Linked DNA regions of Gossypium hirsutum: region 2 is linked to region 1. The links are chromatin contacts, called in public Hi-C maps. All regions are on one chromosome and are shown on one strand. Each heading gives the region's core, a stretch centred on a gene start, on an enhancer-like site or on the middle of the called end of the contact. The rest is flanking DNA. Distances are from core to core; before and after follow the strand shown. Region 1 holds the start of LOC107950098 (dnaJ homolog subfamily B member 4). Region 2 holds the start of LOC107949842 (homeobox-leucine zipper protein HAT5).

Region 1 (3,579 bases), core at 422-2,921:
ACTTCAGAGAACAAAATGTCCTTACTAATGCATCTTACAGTCTAGAAGAGAAAAGTACCTTACAGAAATTTTAAGTAAGATTATTGAGGAGATTTAGGTGACTCAAAATCACTAGATTCCCTCACAAAGCATCTTCAAAGCTGTGATGTTCAAATAATTGATCACCCTTAACAGGAATTCACTTATTCTGTACAGTAGGAGGGTAGCAATGTTTGAACATATGATCTCTAACCAACCTGAAATACCTGACTAGGGAATGCTAACGGAGTCAACAGTCTCTGCTTGCCTATTGCTAATCTCACATTCCACAAAATTATGGTTTGGTACTTCTTATGATCATCAAGAAAACAGAAGATGACCTTTCCTTCCTCGAGTCAACCATGCAAGGCAATGACTCCCACAACATTGATTTAAGTAAATGCGAAAGTGCTTCAGTTGACCGGAATTCATAGCAAACAACTCGAAATACTTTCTGACCATAAATAAAACCAAATAGAACAAGAAATTTAATCCAAAGAAAAAACAATCATGTAGAACAATCCATCCTCTTCAAATTGCGAACTACTAGTTGGAGGAAAAGTATCTTAATTACTCACACCACTAGCATTGGATGCCAAATAGAATGTAGCTCAAACTCAACTCTAGTAAAAATATATCATTTGCATCTTTATAAGAAGCAATTAAAAATATAGCATTGCCTGCCATCAAGCAACAAAAGGGTTCTTGTACTCCAACAAACATTTCACTATCAGACAAACAAAGTTCTCGTCTTTTCAATGACATAAATCCCAATAAAAAAATAATAATATCAAAAGACAAATATCAATTTATCCATCATTAAAGTTAAAAGACTTATAAATTTTAAAAAAAAGAAAAAAAAAAAGAAGAAGAAGAAGAAGCTTAGCTTACCCTGAGACGGAAGGGTCAAAAACATTCCTCGCAATCCTCATTTTCTTCTTGGCACCTTTATAAAGCTCTTCCAAGCTACAATGCAACACATTTTCCACGGCAGCGGCTTTCCTCAATTCTCCATTACTAGTAGTGCTACTAGTCCCGTAACCATTACTATTCCTAAAATTCCCTTCTCTAAACCCTCTATTTCCTCTTCCACCATTGGCCTCCGCCCCAAACAGCTCCTCGTATATATCATCCGCGTCCCTCGGCTTAAACCTGAAAGGACCCGTATTCGGTTGCTGCTGCCTCTGATTATTATTACTATTATTATAGTAATGGCCAGCTCCGCGGGGATACGACGCCGACGTGGAAGCGTGAGATTGGTTAGGAGGCGGGAATTGTCCGGATTTGAGAGCCTCCTCGCCGTAAAGATCGTAGATCTGTCGTTTCATCGGATCTGATAGAACATCGTAAGCTTCGGAGAGAAGCTTGAATTTGGCTTCGGCTTCGGGTCTTTTGTAGGAAGGGTTCTTGTCGGGGTGCCAAATCATGGCCAGCCTCTTGTAAGCCTTTTTGAGATCCTCTTCGTTGGCGTGACGATTCACTTTCAGAATATTGTAATAATCGACGCCCATGATTCTGTGTTTTTTTTTTCTTTCTTCTGTTTGTTTGGCTAGAAAGAAAATATTGAGGAAGAAACGGAGAATGTGAAACTGAATTATGGAAGGGAAGGCTGTGACGGGAAAAGAAGATCTGACGGTTAAAAAAGAAAAAAGAAAAAATTGAATCTTTTCGTAATATATATAATAATATAAGATGATATCTTCAAAAAGGTGTGGGGCCTATACGAATAACGTGCTGCTAACTACGTTTCTAAGATATGGCAACCAATTGATATATTTGGATGCAAAAGTTGAAACCGATTCTTAATTGAAATTTAAAAAAAAAAACTATTAGTGGATTGAGTTTTTTAACTTTGATTAATATTTATATTGTTGTTAATAGGTGGATGTGAATTCTAGTGTGTCGATGTGTATGGGTTGGGAGGAGCTATGAGTAGTTTAGACATTGTGTCAAAAAAACAAATATAATCAGAAATTGTTCAAAAAAATTAAAACATAAATTTTACAAATTTTTAAAAAATTATATATTACTCTTTTTAGTAAAACGAGCCCATAAGTGTTTTTATTAAATGTGTACAGATTTGTTATATAGGTGAATCGAATTTTAGATAAGTAATATTGCCGAATTAGTGACTAATTATGGTACAAGGACTAAACCATAAAGGTGGTAAAAGTTAATCACTATAGATTTTTATTAGTTAAAAGGCTTATATGGTAAATTAACCAAGGTTTAAAGTGGAAATTAACTACTTTTTAATGGTAGTGGATGGTTGGATTGATTTCCTTTATTAAAATAGTAAAACTTTAATAATAATATGATATACATAAAATATGAAAAGAAAAGTTATCATCCATTTTATTTCTTTCATCTTCAACCAAAAACACAAAAGAAAACTTTGAGAAACCATTGTTTTACTTCAAACTTGTTTGATCCTCTTGCATGATAAGTCAAACTAAGCCCATTTTTCTTAAATTTTATGTTTTGGGATCGTTGAAGCTCGATTTAGCTAACCCGAGTGTTATTTTTCAAAACTGTTAAAGTTTCAAAGTGTTACCATTGAAGAATGCTCGATGAAATTGATATTATTTGGTTAGATTTGATGCTTAGATATGAAAAAGAACTAAATTGTAAAGTGAAAATTGATAGTTTTGAACTTAGTGACTAAAGTATAACTATTTCAAAATTTACATGAAATTTTTGTAATTATAGATAATTTAGGGTTATAAAATGATGAAATTGAAATCAGATTGAAAAACAAAACTTAAATGTGAAAGTTATAATTGTTCCGGTTTTAGAGACTAAATTAAATAAAATGCAAAACTTGAAGGAATATCTGATAGATGAAATTGAAATGATACATGATTATAGTAGGTTGTTAATTGATGTTTGGAACTGATAATTTAACTGAATTATGATATAGATCGAGATTTAAACTAATCGGAGGATAATCACGAAAAAGGGAAGATTGTATATTAGTCCCTGAAAGCTTATCCGTTGTTGTTTTTTCCATGTAAGTCCATATGGTATGATTGTATTTAAATTTTTATATAATTTAATTATGAATTTTTGTATGTTAGATAGTAATTTTAAACTGTTTCAATTTGGTACAAAATGTGAGATATGGACTAAATTGTAAAGAAATGATAAATTGAATATGATGAATTTAAATTTAAGATATTTATTGAATTGATAGTTGATTATGATTGATTGAATCGTATTGGTATGAATTTGATTTATTAAAGATATAGATGACTAAATTGAAAATAATGTAACTTGGTGAAATTGGCTTGGAATTGAGACGAATCATGCTGTGCTATGTATGAAATGATATCTTAATTGATGAATTAATGATATTGAGATCGATATAAAGAGAATCGAATTTATAATGAAATTGGATCTCTGATTAGCACTTCAGTGCTCTCTATTTAGCACTTTTATGCTTTCTAATTATCACTTCTAGGCTCTCTAATTTGCACTTTTGTGCTCTCTATTTAGCATTTATGTACTCTCTGATTGCACTTTGGTGCCTTTGATTGTACTTCGACGCCTCTGATTGCACTT
Region 2 (4,094 bases), core at 1,470-3,969, 130 kb before region 1:
TTGGGGTTTAAAAGTGAATTTGAATGTAATGATGATAGGTGAAAAGGAGAAATGACTTAAAAAGCAATTGAACGAAAAAATAAAGAAATGGTATAAAAATGGCAACAAACTTGAATAGCTAATGAAGTGTGAAAGAGAAAAGATAAGAATTTTTTTTAATTCTATTCCATTGCGTCCTTCCATGCTATCATTACAAGGTATTTATACACTTTTCAAATGCTAAATTTAGCATGATTCCTCTCTAAGATTATGCCTAACAATCAACTAAAATAAGATTTTTTTCTATTTATAGAGTTTGAAAAAATAAAAATAAAAATCTGATTCTTTTTATCAATCACCAATTCTACAATTATTCCAATTTGGCCCCTTTCCTTGCTTTTTGTTCCAATTTAGCCAATTTTGCTTGATTTTGAATTTTGGTACTCCAATTTCATCCCTGAAAAAATTTAAGTAAGAAATCACAAGCTTAGTAGTATTCTATTAAAAAATTAGCCAGAAATAGATACATTAAAAACACAAAATTAGATTGCTATCTTTTATGTTTTGGTCATTCAACTTCAAAAAGTTACAAAATGGTCACTAAACTATTCAAAAGTTTTTACTTAAATTACTAGGCTATTAAAATCGTTGATGTATTGCTTTCTCTATTCGCACCACCTACACCAATCAAAAACTCTCATTCCCCTTCTCTTCTACAGTTCAATTTTTTTCATGAAACAGTTTATAAATTTGTGAACTAAAATCCGAACAGCTTTCTTCTCTGATTTTCGACACTATTCATTAGATCGACTTGGATCTAAGGTATGTTCTTCTACTCGTCGATGAGTATTGATCTATTAAATTGGTCGTCGAATTGTCGCTTAGAGCTCACTAGTCTGACTTTAAGAAAAAAAATTTAGCCACCCAATAACTTAAATAAAAACTTTTGAATAATTTAATAACCATTTCGCTTTTTAAAATTGAATAAACAAAATGCAAAATTAGTGATAATTTAATGAATTAAAAATGGGCATCTCTCATATGTAACTCTAAAATGCTCTAGTGGCATTGTTAATGTCATCAGTATTGGTTTTTAGGGAAAAAAAAGAAAGAAAAGAAAAAGAAGTTTAGCATTCGTATTTTCGTTCATGATTATGGTTGAAAATCATTTGACTCGATCAGCTCATCGAGAATTAAAAGAATTTTTAGTTTGATATGGAATCCGAAATTGAGATTAAATAAATTGATAAAAGGTATTAAAAAATTACAGTGGTTTAGTGTAAATTTTCAAAAAGTAAAAATATGTAAATAGCACCAGTTTATTGATTTTAATATTTTCAAAAAGTAAAAATATATAAATGCCTCTTGACTCGAATATAAATGATAGAATGAATGCTGTAATCATTAGACTAGTGATGAGATCCAATCTGAAATGGGGTTATACCAAATAAAATTATAAAAGTGGTTATATTAAATTTTGTCTTGTTTAATGATAAAAATAGATGAACTAATTCTTGTATATTTGATCAAATAGCAATTAAAAATTTTACTTTTTTTTTTATAAAAATTGACGTAGCTGACAGAATAATTAAATAATTACACTTGTTGTGTCATGTATACATCATGCGCTAATGTATAAAGACCAGTTTTTAAAAGTAAAATTGGATGAAATTATAATCGAAAGATCAGTTTACTCTTTGATGTAACATATAAAATTAATTATATTATTTTTTAGTAAAAGAGGCGAAATATAATCTAACTCTTAATATAAAAACTTTCTTAACAAAGATACTGGAATTGAGTGATGTGGTTGATAGAGGGGAATCACGAGAACCAAAAGGAAACGTTGAAAGGGAGGAAAGATGGGGGCAGAGAGCAAGAGGCAAGAGTGGGTGGTGGGGTAGTGCAGGGAACATGAAGGGCCAGGCTGAGTGAACCAAACCATTCGTGTATGCCCCTTAAATTTCGACCTCATCCACTCCTCTCCTGAAACCGACTTATTTGATTTTCTTTTTACACCCTTCTTTTCTCTTGTCTTCTTCCCCCACACCTCTCCCTTTGCCTTATCCCTCTCATTCTTTATTTTAAATATTCAACTGACTTTAGTGTTAACCATTTGTTTTTGGATGAAAAGAGAAGGATTGAGTTATTCCCATTCCAACCTTTGAACGACGGCCATCTTATTTTCGTCTTCCTCTCAACCATGACCAAATGCATGATTTCATTTACTATCTCTCTTAAAAGATATTATTTTGAGTTTAATGTTGGCTTTGTGCCTCTTTCCTAAGCCCTCAACTATCTCAATACCCCATTGTTTTAATTATTATATTTTATGATGATATTATGGTATTAGTGGAAATTTATTTTTGAAAAGGATATGCTTTTCAAGAATATTAATTTATATTATTTTAAGGGTGTTTTTATATTTTAATAAACTTAAAAGAAAAATAAAAAGCATAGCATCATGATATTAATTTAAAATGTTATATTTTTAACTATCTCAATTTTACTCTTTTAATCAAAACTATATTTTATTTTTATATTAATTTTTGATAAACTTGTTACATATATAGTGAATATGCTATAATCTGATTATCGTTTAGGTCAAGTGCGTAAAAATTTTACCTTTCATTTAAGAGTTTGACTAAACTTTACTTTCGATTTAACCGAAATCAACCTCTCTATAAAACACCCGAAAATCTATAAAGAAAAATAAAGGCATAAAGAAAATTAAAGGAGAAAAGAACCCCTTAAAAAGAGTTCATAAACAAAAGTAAAAGCAAGGGGGGCATCAAAGTAACTACAAGCACACCAATCCCCAAAATACGAAACCCCCCATAAGCTGGACCTTATTATTACCCCATCAAAGCTCAACAACTCCAAGATAAAGAGTCCCCTTCTCTTTTTTATTTTCAATTTGCCACTTCCCTTTTCCTTTGTCTCTCCCAGCTTTCCTTCACTTTCCCCACTGCCAAATCTCAACAAAATTTTAGCTTCTTCTCATGAGTGATGGGCATGAGCTGCCGTTGTTCCAACACTTCTCATTTCGCACAAATCATCATCACCAGCTTCTTTCGCCACAAGCCTTGAGAAACCCCAAATACCATGGTGGCCATTTTTCTTTTGTTTTTAGATTGTATAATGGTTTTGAGGATTAAGATGATTCCCTAAAAACCAACCAACAACAACAACGTTTGATCCCTTTTAGCCTCAAATTCTCATGGCGGGTGGGAGGGTCTATCCTAGTAATAATGATACCACTGATGGCGTTCCTAACAATCTCTCTGTTTTGCTTCAAAATCAAAGGCTTCATCCCCTTTTCATTCCAGGCTCTTCTCCTTCTCCTTCTTTTCTTGGTATTTTTACTATCTTGTTCTCACTTTGGGTTTATCTAAATATCCTTACTTTTTCATAAATTTTGCAACTTCAATTGATTGGCAATTTTCAGGGACAAGATCGATGGTAAGCTTTGAAGATTCCCTTAAAACAAACAGGCCCAAAAGATCAATTTTCAAGATGTTTGATGAACAAGAGAATGGATATGATGAGTATTTAGAAGAGTGTTTTCATCAACCTGAGAAGAAAAGACGGCTAACTGTTGACCAAATCCAGTTTCTAGAGAAGAGTTTCGAGGTCGACAACAAGCTCGAACCTGAAAGGAAAATTCAACTGGCTAAAGACCTTGGGTTACAACCCAGGCAAGTTGCCATATGGTTTCAGAACCGCCGTGCACGGTGGAAAACAAAGCAGCTGGAGAAAGACTATGACACTTTGCTAGCCATGTATAATAGCCTCAAGGCTGACTATGATGATCTCCTCAAGGAAAAAGATAAACTAAAAGAAGAGGTAATTAACAAGCAGCTTTACACGAACTTAAATCTTGATTATTTTCATGTTACTATCTTATATTTGTGGTTGTTTTTATAGGTTCTTCAACTCACAGATAAGTTGCAAACGAAAGAAAATGAGCGAAGGAACTCAGAATTTTCTGATGTGAAGCCATTATTATTACAAGAACCATCACAAAAGCCAATTGTTGTTTCAATGGCAGCCTGTAAACAAGAAGATATTGACTCCGACAATATCCCACAATATTACAGTGATGAGTTTCATTC

The links. A called contact is a pair of places that touch in the nucleus more often than the background predicts.
Region 2: a Hi-C map of leaf shows a contact between it and region 1, with 2.1 times the contacts expected there. The contact joins the promoter of LOC107949842 here to the promoter of LOC107950098 in region 1. A contact is called at or near these places in 2 of 34 Hi-C or Micro-C datasets (both in leaf).

The regions. Positions count from the first base shown.
Region 1 is chrD03:37,403,802-37,407,380 of Gossypium_hirsutum_v2.1, reverse strand. LOC107950098 (dnaJ homolog subfamily B member 4) reads right to left here and starts at 1,671. Exons shown (of 2, transcript XM_041090055.1): 1 at 910-1,671. The coding sequence starts at 1,529.
Region 2 is chrD03:37,536,811-37,540,904 of Gossypium_hirsutum_v2.1, reverse strand. It overlaps LOC107949842 (homeobox-leucine zipper protein HAT5), which reads left to right and starts at 2,719. Exons shown (of 3, transcript XM_016884619.2): 1 at 2,719-3,335; 2 at 3,428-3,825; 3 at 3,907-4,094. The coding sequence starts at 3,200.